2 separate regions of the Sus scrofa genome follow, and region 2 is linked to region 1. A link is a contact called in public Hi-C data. All regions are on one chromosome and are shown on one strand. The core of a region is the stretch at or near the end of the contact, and the rest is flanking DNA. Distances in the headings are between cores, read along the strand shown. Region 1 holds the start of KIF5B (kinesin-1 heavy chain). Region 2 holds the start of EPC1 (enhancer of polycomb homolog 1).

Region 1 (5,894 bases), core at 1,059-3,558:
AGGGCATGGTGGGATGGAAGCTGAGGCACTTCAGATACAGACTCCCATGTTTCTCTTCTGCGTGTATAGGGGGTGAGGGAAACTGGAGTTACAGGTGACTAGAACTTTTTGAGCCTGGGAGTACAGAAGAATGCTGATACTAGTCACCAGTACTGCACTGAGTATTGTCACGGACAAGAGGACAACCATAATTTCATCTCTGGAATGCACAATTTGAGGTTAAGGTGGATCACCCTAACAAGGTGGCCTGTAAGTGGCTGGAGAGATGGGAACATCATATAGATGAAAAGGTCAGGGCTGTAGATAAAAGATTGCAACAACTGTTGAAGTGAGCTCAGAGAGAAAAGAGCACAGGGCTAAAGAGAGACTTTAATGAGATCCTGCTACAAAGGCTGAAAACCGGTGGCCCACCTGCCATAACAACCTCTTTGAGTGACAACTTCTTTTTACTAAAAATGTTTTTCTCTAAAATCACAGACTATCAGGGAGTTCCTGTCATGGCTCCGCGGTAATGAACTAGAGTTCATGAGGACTTGGGTTCAATCCTTGGCCCTGCTCAGTGGGTTAAGGATCCAGCATTGCTGTGAGATGTGGTGTAGGTCACAGACACAGCTCAGATCTGGCGTTGCTGTGGCTGTGGCACAGACTGGCAGCCACAGCTCCAATTTGAGCCCTAGCTCGGGAACCTCCATATGCCACCAGTGTGGACCTAAAGAAAAGGAAAAAAAAAATTACAGACTATCAGCAACTGCCACCTGAAATTACATCACTAAGAAGAAAATATCCCACTCTTACTTGGAGGCTCTAAGACACAGAGAGGTAGCTTTGCCTGGTTTCCAAGCCAGGTGCAGAGCTGTGAAAAAAGGGTTTCTGGAGACAACATTCCACAACTAAACTTTGTAGTCCAAGGAAACAAGACCTTGGGTCCACTTGTAGTCCAGACCTGGTGTCAGGAATAGCTTTGCTATGTTGGGACCTACCAAAACACAGCTTCATTTGGAGTCACACTGTAGTGCAGTGGGTTAATGATCTGGTGTGGTCTCTGCAGCAGCTTGGGTCACTGCTGAGGTGCGGATTCTATCCCCCACCCAGTGCCCGCTGCAGTGGGTTAAGGATCCAGGGTTGCCACAGCTGTGGTGTAGTCACACCTGTGGCCCAGAACTGATCCCTGGCCCAGGAACTTCCACGTGCTGCAGGTGTGGCAAAAACAAAACAAAACACAACTTCATTTAAATTTTTTCTAAACTCTACACTTCCCTCAAAACCCTGTAGCAACTTCACCTTTTCCTTTGGTGCGACAAACCAAGGTTTCTTAGGTGTGAACTCTCCCTTATTACGGTGAATAAACCTGAATCTGGGAACTATGGATTCATTTCTGGAGGTATTACGATGATGGGATGAGAACACTGGAGGCTTTCATAGTACACTCCTCCATTTTACAAACAAAAATTGGGAACCAGAAGGGTTTCCGGTTGTTTTCAAAGTCCTCACACAGCAGTTCTTGCACATGAAGAGGGTCCAGGGTGTACACCTTCGAAAATCAAAAGACAAAATCAACTGTGGAGTGGTTTTCCTTAAACATGTAATCCTCAGTTTGATCCAGGCCTTTTAAGACCTTCTTTACACTGCAGGTCAGCATTCCTCTGGTGTTGAGATTGATGAGTTTCATAACATTTAACAGGAGGTGATTGGGACCGCCAGTTCCCAGGACCTTCTTCCACTTCGCTCTACTGTTCCACATTTCTTCAGCACCTTATATTCCTTAGACGAATTTCCTTTTTCTTTCTTTCTGGCTGTACCCACAGCATGCCAAAATTTCCAGGTGAGGGATCAACCCAGCACCATGGGCACCAACAATGTTGGGATCCTTAATCATCTGACCCACAAGAGAACTCTTCCTTTTTTCTTTCTTATTCCTGTCTCCCCAAGCCATTCTCTCAGTAATGAGCAATCTCCTGAACCTGAGAGCCAAGACCCACCGTTCATTCAAGTCTTCCTTTTTCCGGCAAAGCGCTTTAAAAAAGGTGAGCTAGCAATCAGTTTATCTCCAGACCAAAAACAAAGCAAACACTTTCTCGCAGACGTACAGTGTTTCACTTAAACTACGACAGCAAGCAGATTACGAATTCTTTGTCCTCTAAAGAAAAGAAAGCGCATCCAAAGGCACGGGGAAATCCTCAGCAGCGCCCGCAGGTGCTCAGGCACGCGGGTGACGGGAATTTGGACCTGCGACCCGGGCGCAGAGGGGCGGTGCGGGCGCGCATTGGTCGCCGAGGAACTGGAACTTCGGCGCGTGCGCAGTGCTCCGCGCGTGCGCAGTGCTCCGCCCGCGCCTCCCATCCCGCCGCCTGTCGCCCGTCTGCGGCCTCAGGAGTGGTCAAGTGGCAGCCGGCAAGCCGGCGAGCGGACAGCCGGGCGGGCCAACGTTGGGCCTTGCCTGCTCTCTCTGGGGAGGAAGGAGGGGGCCACGTTCCCGGTCTCCGGTGTCCCCCGGCCCCGCGGCCTGCCCCGCCGGCGAGGGAGAAGCTGAGGAGCCGCCGCCGTTCCGCCCGGCGTCGCCGCCGCCATGGCTGCCATGATGGATCGGAAGTGAGCCTGAGGGCTACGGTGCCGGCGCGGGCGCTGAAGCCCTGGTCCCTGGTCGCCCCCGCCGGGGAAGCGCGACGCCGCGGATCGCGGACCCTGGACCGTCGCGACCCCAGCCCATTTGCTTGGCCTACTTCCTCCAAGAGTGAGCGGCGGGGAGTGGCTCCCGGCCTCCGGCCCCGGCGGCTAGGAAGATGGCGGACCCGGCCGAATGCAACATCAAAGTGATGTGTCGCTTCAGACCTCTGAACGAGTCCGAGGTGAACCGCGGCGATAAGTACATCGCCAAGTTTCAGGGAGAAGACACGGTCATGATCGCGGTGAGTGCCCCGCCCCCACCCCGGTTCCCCTCCTTGGGGCCCGGCTGCGCCTGGAGTCCTGGGAAGTAGGGAGTGAGAGCCGAGAGGGAGCAGTCGGGTCCCCCAGCCTTCCCGGTGGGTTCCGCCGGCCCCGATGGGCCAGGGAGGGACGCGGCGCCTCCTCGGGTGCTCCTGGGTCTCCCCACCCCGGTCAGCCGCGCCGGGAATGGGAGGCGCCCACTCACGGTCCGGGGCACTCCCGCACCTGGGGCGCTGGCGGAACCGTCCGGGGAGCAAATTTAGTGCCGGCGTTTCTGCGCGTGCAGTTACTGATGCAGATGCTTGCCTTTGGTGTTTTCGGACTTCCCTCCAGATTTACCATTCATAAAATTTGGAAGATCAGAGTTCGGCCAGGAACATTGAGCTAGCAGACCAGACTAGCTGTACCTTAAATAGTAATGATACTTAGAGAAACGTTTAACCGTGCTTTTTCCCGGGCGGGAGGAGGAAAACTACCAAACAACTGCAGTTAGTTATACTTGTATCTTAAAAGTTCACCCAACCCGCCTTTTGAGTTTCCCGTTACAAATGGCGAATCGAGGGCTGTAAAAAGAAATAGCTTTCTTTTGAAATTGGAGCGGTCGATTTTGTTTAATCTTCCAGCGGATCTAGCCAGTTCACGTTCAGAAGAGAACCATAGTCTCACTTTCACTGCTTTTTATGGAGTTACAGTCTAGGAAAGAGTATTAACTTTTTATGTGTTTGTCAAAGTGTTATAAAAGCAAACTTTTTTTAAAAAGGTAAAATTTGACCAGTACGCTAGATTTCTTGTTGGTGTTGGATTTCTACTTCTACAGTTAGGATCTACCTTGAAGGAAATTGAATTTGATAATTCCAAGCATGGTGAGATATTGGCTAGAGTTGGCTGGTCATTGTCAACTTCTGGGAGACTGGAAAGGTTTTTTGTTTTGTTTTGAGGTCTGATCTCTGGTATTGAAAGGTCTCTGAAAATAGCATTCCCAGTTCAAAGAGATTAAAATGGATAGTGAGGTACTGAACTAAAAATTAAATTCATTTTTCTTGGTAATGCCATTTGGCAGAACTTGTTTGTACACACCAAATTTTAATGTTAACTTTTTCTTTAATGGCATTCGGTGTTCAACGTATGTTTGGATAGTTTGATTTGGAAATGAAACAAAAGGATCACAGGAGGTGGAACGTTGAAGATTAAAAGCATTGATGTGTAAGATGGAACTAAGGATCTTTAAGAGTTTTATGAGAAAGTTTCCAGAGTTCAGCTCTAGAAAATACATGTCATAGACCCACGTTGCTTAGGAGGATTTTGGCAAACAAGTCATTAGGTTTCTTACCATTACCAGCTACTGTGGTGTGAGGACTGTCATTCTGGTTCTTTGTTAACAAGTCCACAGAAAAACTCTTGCTATAAATGACATCGTGATTAAGCCAAGAAGTTTGCACAGAAATAGCCATCCTTTTCCTTTAGAATGATATATTTTATATGGGGTCAGAGAAAGTTTGCAAGGCCTGGGTTGTTCATTGGCAAACGTGAGGCTACTAGTTTCTCATGGAGTTTTTGTGATAACTCAGCCTCAACAGTGGTTCACATGTCAAAACTATTTTCCTTTCAGAGTTACAGTTTTAAACTCTTATTTCTTTAGATTTTTTTGAGTGTATTTACATAAATCTATGATCAAGATTTATTTCTTGAAATGATAAATTTGGGATGGTTTATGGTTTAAAAGATGACCTTCTGATCCAGGCCAAATATGACATAAAATGAGGAAAGAGTTAAAAGAAAATAAATAATTACCACAAGAAGCACACATTTATTCTAGGCTGTTTCCTGTGGATAAAGTAATTATAAGTTCTTTACATAAGTTTCCTTAGTAAGGTAAATAAATTTGTGATAATACTAAAAATCATGGATGATTGAGTTGTGAATCAGTAATGAACAGTTAGTTGGCCTGTAGATAAAGTGGTAAGCATTTCAGTCTATTTTTGTTTTGTTTTTAAAGTATAAGCAAAAATATGTTATAACTGAATGTGATAGCTTTAAAGCATGTTTACTATTTTCAGAAACTAATCTTTTGCATATATAGTTAAGTCATTACTTACTCTGGAGTCTTTTTTTTTTTCTTTTTTTTTTAAGTGCATTGTTTTACTTATTTATTTATTTTTGACTGGGACTTTATAAGGACAGCTAGAAGTGGAATTAGAAAATCTCTAGGTAGGAGTTCCTGTCATGGCGCAGTGGTTAGCGAATCTGACTAGGAACCATGAGGTTGTGGGTTCGGTCCCTGCCCTTGCTCAGTGGGTTAAGGATCTGGTGTTGCCGTGAGCTGTGGTGTAGGTTGCAGACACGGCTCGGATCCCGCATTGCTGTGGCTCTGGCGTAGGCCGGTGGCTACAGCTCCGATTGGACCCCTAGCCTGAGAACCTCCATATGCCGCCCGATTGGACCCCTAGCCTGAGAACCTCCATATGCCGCCGGAGCGGCCCAAAGAAATAGCAAAAAGACAAAAAAAAAAAAAAGAAAGAAAATCTCTAGGTAAAGTCATCTCTTGATTTGTTTTGTTCATTTTACTGGGTCCTCATCCTGATTCAAAGTAAATAGCCTAAGAAGGAATTGCTGCAATGCAGTGTTTAAATTATATTAAATGATTTTAAAACATTTTTAAGGATTATAATTTTCATCTAAGTATAGTTTACAACATTTTGTCCAAACTTTTTTCCTGTTACTCATAAAACCAGTGATTTTATTATGTGACCCCTTAGTGTACAAACTTTGTGATCTTACAGTGTTTCTCTGTGTTTTGCTGCCTTTATAAAGATTTTTTTTTGTAATTAAGTGCTCAGTGAATTTCATATTTAATGAAATAAATGCATTCTTTTTTGAAGATCTTTGAATGATCAAATAGAATCTATTTGCTTTAGGTAAGTAAACGTGTTATCCACAAAAAAGGGAGGACAAAGGCAGTACTTTATGTA
Region 2 (5,607 bases), core at 958-3,457, 250 kb before region 1:
TTATGTATTTGTTTACTGACTTGTTTCTCTCTTTCCACTAGACTGTGAGTTTCATGAAGGAGATAAACTTCCTGCTTGTCCAGCACCCAGCTACTCTATAAACTCTCAAGAACTATTGGAATAAACCTGAAATTATTTATCCTGTGTCTTTTGGTGATATTTTTTTCCAAAATATCTCACCTTACATTTTATCTTTACCAAAATGAATGTTGTTCACATCATGTATTTCATGACTACTGTCTCAAAATATCTGAAGAAAATTCTGCTGTAGGGAAGTATGTAACTAGAAATATGCCTATTGTGGAAAATGCACAGAATAGCCTAATCTATAGGTTATAAAAGTATATATATTCATGTACATCCATATACACATATGAATGTACATATATAATTACCTATGTATAATTGTGTGTGTGTGTGTGTGTGTGTGTGTATACACATACGAATCCATGTGTATATTTAAGGGTGGGTTGAAGGGATGGGAGAGAAAAGGACAGAGCTCAGGTGATGGAAAGACAAAATAGTACATAGTGAAATTGGCCCCTAGCAACTTTTTTCTGTTGGAAGGAAAACTGCTTAAAATTTTCTTTTCTTGGGAATTTTAGTCTATTCTCTTCATTAGAGGACTTCTTAAGGATGTTTTCCTGATTATAATCACATAAATGTTATTGAAATTTACTCTCATCCGGTAACTACTGATGAGATTACAAAATAAAAAAAAAATAGTTCACTCTCAAAAATGTCCAGATTTAGACAATAAATTAGTCCCCCAACCATAGTTCTTCTAAGAATGTTACCTATTAAATGCTAGGCAGAGATAGAAATACCAGAAGGGGTGTGTGTGTGTGTGTGTGTGTGTGTGTGTGTGTGTGTGTGTGTGTGTGTGTAGGGGTGGGGGAGGGGTCCATAGAAGGCAAATACTTGCCCACTCCTTTCTTTGGCCAGTTCCTTTGAACCCCTTTTTACCCCTGGCTCCCTAGAAGTGTGGCTGGCCAACAAGTTTATACCGAATGTGTTCTATTAACACACCCATGCGGAATTTGACACATTTTGATATTTGCTGATTGGGTGGCTTTACATTTACAATCAACTACACTGCTGCATTCATTTCACATTGATTCTTTTTTTTTTTTTTTTTAAGTTTTCGACTTCATTTTTATTTGAAAGCCCAGCTGCAACCACCAAATACCTGACTCAGCTCCCAACTAGACACACAGCATCAAATTTCCCAGCCCACTTAATTTGAAAGCCTGCCAAGATAGGTGAAAGACCTTATAAATATGTAAAGCAGGAAGTTCAAATTACAGTCAAGTAAATCTCTAGTGATTGATATTCTTTCCAAAACAATTTTTTAAAAAGACTAATAAAAAAGCAGCACATTTCTAAGAAATCCCTCCCCCCCTTACCAAAAGCTTCACCGACTTCAGCCTGGACAATGTACTTTTAGTACTGTATTTATTTTGGATTTTTACCACTTCCTGGAGGCCGGGAGGAGCCACAGTGGGAGGATCCAAAAAAATTCAGTACCACAGCCATTTTGTTTGTAAGGCTGAGTGGTAGAAATCTGTCAGCCAGTAAAGGTTTCTGAAACAATTTTTAAGAAGGGGGGTGGGGGGAAAAAAGGATGCCTATTGTTTTTTGAGTGTAACGGTTAAAATCATTATTTTATTTGTATTTCCTGCACCAACGGCAGTTGTTACGGCTAACCAATTCTTTTTTTTTTTTTTTTTAAAGGAGTTTTTTTTTTTTTTAAGCTCCCTGAGCTGAAAACGGTGTGAATTTTGTGCATGGCTTTTCCGGGTACCTTCAGGCTATCCAATCAAATATGTTTCGATAGAATTCATTTTTCAACGGCCACATTTGTATCCAAATTAGACATCGACGTTTGTGAATGACAATCTGCTTAAGAAGAGCGTGCTAGTTAGTCCCTAAAAACCCATAAGCAAGAAAGAAGCGTGTTCCCTAGGCCATCAAAGGGGCCTTTTTGCGAGCTCGCAGGCAGTCGTGGGCGCTATTGTTTTGCAGTGTCACTTCAGAGCGAGCTCAGACTTTGTCATTTGGGTGGCTGTGTTTTTAAAAGCCCAGTGTAAAATGGCACTCACACTGCATTTTTTTCCGAGCTGCAGGAGGCGGGGGCAGCGGGGGGATAGTGCAGACTGTGGGGACGCTGGCCTCCCAGCCAATCAGAGCCCGCCTGCTCGCCATCGCAAAGTTGTTAACCCCAGAGTCTTCTGGCTGCCGCTGCCTCCTCTGCTTTGAATCTTCCGTGGATATTTCTCCGATTTTTCCCAAACGCCCACAGATCTTGGGGAAGCCACCCCATTCAGCCATCGACCATGGAAGAAAGTCTGACTTTTTCTTTCCCAAATATTTTAAAAGATGTTGGAAGCTCCATATGCTGCCTGGAGGCTGTTGTTTCTAGAGACACAAGTATCCAGCCTATATTGTTACAATGCTTTTTCCAGGACTGGCTTCTTCTTTGCCTCCACGAATGGTAAGTTTGTAATTTTAAACATTTTTGTCCTTACGTCTTGGAAGGAGCCACTCAGATTTTTAAGAAAGGATTTTCATTGTGTTTCTTCTCACAAAAGCAATCTTTGTATTTTTTCTTTAGCTTTGATCTCTGCACATTTCCACCTAATCTTGTCTGGTTAAATTTTACTGAAAGAAAGAAATTGGTTTTTTGTTTTTTGTTTTTTCAGCCTGTGATTCAAGCTAAATATTTCTAATATAAATTATACTTTAATTATTGCGAGCTAAGGGGAACTCAGCTATTTCAAGATGGACTTGTTTTGTGCCAGCAATGTTGGTGATGCCAAATATGTGCATATCCTCTTTATAAAAATTATGTATTACCTAATTTGTCCAGGACTAAATGATCAGCAGGCAAACTAGGGATGTAGTTTGGTTTTGTGTTGTTTTAAATAGGCCTATTGTGGTTTTCTTGATGGATTACTTGGATACAAACTACAGAAAAGCTGCCCTTGGTATAATGAAGGTGGAGATTGACATAACCGGGTTTATATTAAGTTATGGCTGTTACTAAATAGTGGATCTTTTATTTGCTGATCAGATCTAAACTTGGGTTCCATGATAGTCATTCTCTGTAGCCCCTCATTAGGTAATCTTTGCAGATCCTGTTTTTCTCCAAAAAAGGTACATTGGGGAGACATTTTGTAATTTTTGGCATTTTTCTAAAATTTTTTTTTTTTCTTTTTGCCCACGGTGGGAGATCTTTTTTGTTTTGCATTGATCTGTGTTGGTGGCGCTGTAGCTCTCCTCAACAATTTATGTCAGTTTCACTAAAAGAAAAAAGGAGGAAAAAAAAAAGAGGTGGGGCAAGATTTGATCTATTATCTTCTCCCTTTATTTCCTTAAAGAAAGTTCGATTTGGTGCGAGGAAATTATTCAGTTTGTGTTATTTTAATGTTTTCTGCGAACTGTGAACTGTGAGTGAGAACAGACATGTCGTCACAACCCGTCCAGGAGCAGCAGGGACGGGCATGCAGTTTGCAGTTGTGTTTTATCTGATCTGATTATCTCTAGATCAAAATTTCTTCCATAATAAGCTGTCAGTTTACTCTCTCTTTCCTCAGAAACGTCTTGCATTTTCCTTCTCTCACAATACCATCCGTGCTTATGTCTTCTTTCTAACAAAATGTTGGAGTTTTAGTTCACTGAACATTGTAAAAGTTGAATTTCATTTTGAACCTAGGGATTTCTTAAATAAGTATTCTAAGTTTCTCCTGGGAATTTTCTAGGTAATAATGCCTACATTGTTGTTTGTTTTATTTCAAAGTGATATTTTGGTTGAATTTATGTGTTTCCTTGTTTGAAAAGAGCAAGTATTTTTGAATGAGATAATTTTTTTAAGAATCTGTGTACCACTGCTTTTAAATTTAAAGATATTGGTATTCATGTATTTAAATGCAGGGTAAATCTTTTCCATCTTTGTTCTTATTGGGAGTTATCTGATTAGAGAATATGGGATTTAGGCCCAAAGCCTCCCAAGAACAAAAATGTACATTATGATATGACATAGTTTTTACTGGTCCTTAGTTATTTATGGAGATAATAAATATGTCCTTAATTGAAAAAGAAAGTAGTAGAGATCAGTGATTGTACCTAAATATTTTGCCAAATAAAACAAAAACAACTGAAATAGTATCCCAGACAACCTTTTCATATGATTGAATACATTATTTCTTGAGAGAGTAAAAAATTTCTGGAGTTAATATAGTAAGTGTTTTTACTCACTTTGAAATATGTAAATGCTCATTTCACTAATCATTTAAAATGTTGACATAAAAGAATGTGTGAAAATACCTAGGAATAGTATTTCTGATTTTGGTGTCCCTATAATTTCTTTATCTGTGTAGGACCCTTGAACTTCAACAACAATTGTGTATTATGCCTATATTTTGTTTATACTTGGCTATAAAAATTTGAGACTGTTCACTGTAACATTTTATCTCCTCATAAAATTTCAATGCCCCCATCAAGCCTAGTTTTGGCATTATAGATTATTTCTACACTAAAATACTGCAGGTGTAAATACATGATCTAACCCTCTGTGCTGGAGAGTTGAGTTCTCTGAAGTTAATCTACTGAATAAAATATACTTTATTGCTAAAATATTCTGTTATTCAGCTGGTGATTTTTTTTTTGCATTTTAATTGGTGAAAACTAAAAATGTTTGTATAATGTAGCCCCCCTTTTAAAAACAAACTGATGCTGTGAAGTCCGTATGTAGCTATGCAATGTTCTTTGTTCTCCTACATCATCGACTATTACATCATTGATTATGAGTAATCATTATAGTTACATCTTCACTTTTCGAAATCATCCATAGATATTTATGTTAAAGATATTCTTCTCTGTGTGATTCTTATATCCCTAAAGGAGGAGGTTTAAAATCTGCGAGGCAAAAACCAATTCATTGTTTTATATTATTCTCCATTTTTAAATCCACCTTGTGCTTCATTTTAGCTCTTGATTCTTTGGACGTTAATTTTTTTCCAAATTGGCAACATTTTGTAGGTGTTTAGTTCATGAGTTTGGTGAGATTATGATTAGAATTATTATAATAAACTATGTTTTATCATGAAAAAAATCTGTATTTATTAAATGTAGTATATAGAGAACTAACTCAGTTTTCCATAGTGACAGTTGCTAGATCATGGACAATAAAATTTTTTTTTTTAATCTTGAAATGTCATTTTAGACAACGATTACATATTTTTTTCTTGCACACCTTTTTTATCAGAGATAGTAGCAAGTAGCAAAATTGACTGTGTTAAAATATCGTTATCATTTTTTTCATCCTGCCCATCCCTCTGATGGAGGGGAGGGGTCAATGAGTAGTGAAATGGCCAAAAAAAAAAAAAAAACAGTTTACAGAAAGAAGAAATAAATGATGTCAATGACATGGAGAATCTGTAAATCAAATTTCAAACAATAAACCTCAGAAAAATGAACTTGAAATTATGAGCTTAATCAATAACGGAAATAAACTGAAATTTTTATGTAGACTTAATGTAGTGAGCCAATATAATTTCCTAGTTTATTAATTTGTATTCATTAGTATTGCTCAAGATTGGGGAAATT

Evidence for each region. Hi-C and Micro-C count contacts between places; a contact is called where the count stands out from the background.
Region 2: a contact with region 1 is called in a Hi-C map of skeletal muscle, with 2.7 times the contacts expected there. The contact joins the promoter of EPC1 here to the promoter of KIF5B in region 1. A contact is called at or near these places in 6 of 47 Hi-C or Micro-C datasets (alveolar macrophages, embryonic fibroblasts, heart right ventricle and 2 more).

The regions. Positions count from the first base shown.
Region 1 is chr10:42,689,965-42,695,858 of Sscrofa11.1, reverse strand. KIF5B (kinesin-1 heavy chain) reads left to right here and starts at 2,308. Exons shown (of 26, transcript XM_021064805.1): 1 at 2,308-2,906. The coding sequence starts at 2,781.
Region 2 is chr10:42,943,459-42,949,065 of Sscrofa11.1, reverse strand. EPC1 (enhancer of polycomb homolog 1) reads left to right here and starts at 2,207. Exons shown (of 14, transcript XM_021064807.1): 1 at 2,207-2,494. The coding sequence starts at 2,453. It overlaps LOC106505154 (a long non-coding RNA gene), which reads right to left and starts at 2,076. Exons shown (of 3, transcript XR_001299281.2): 1 at 1,407-2,076.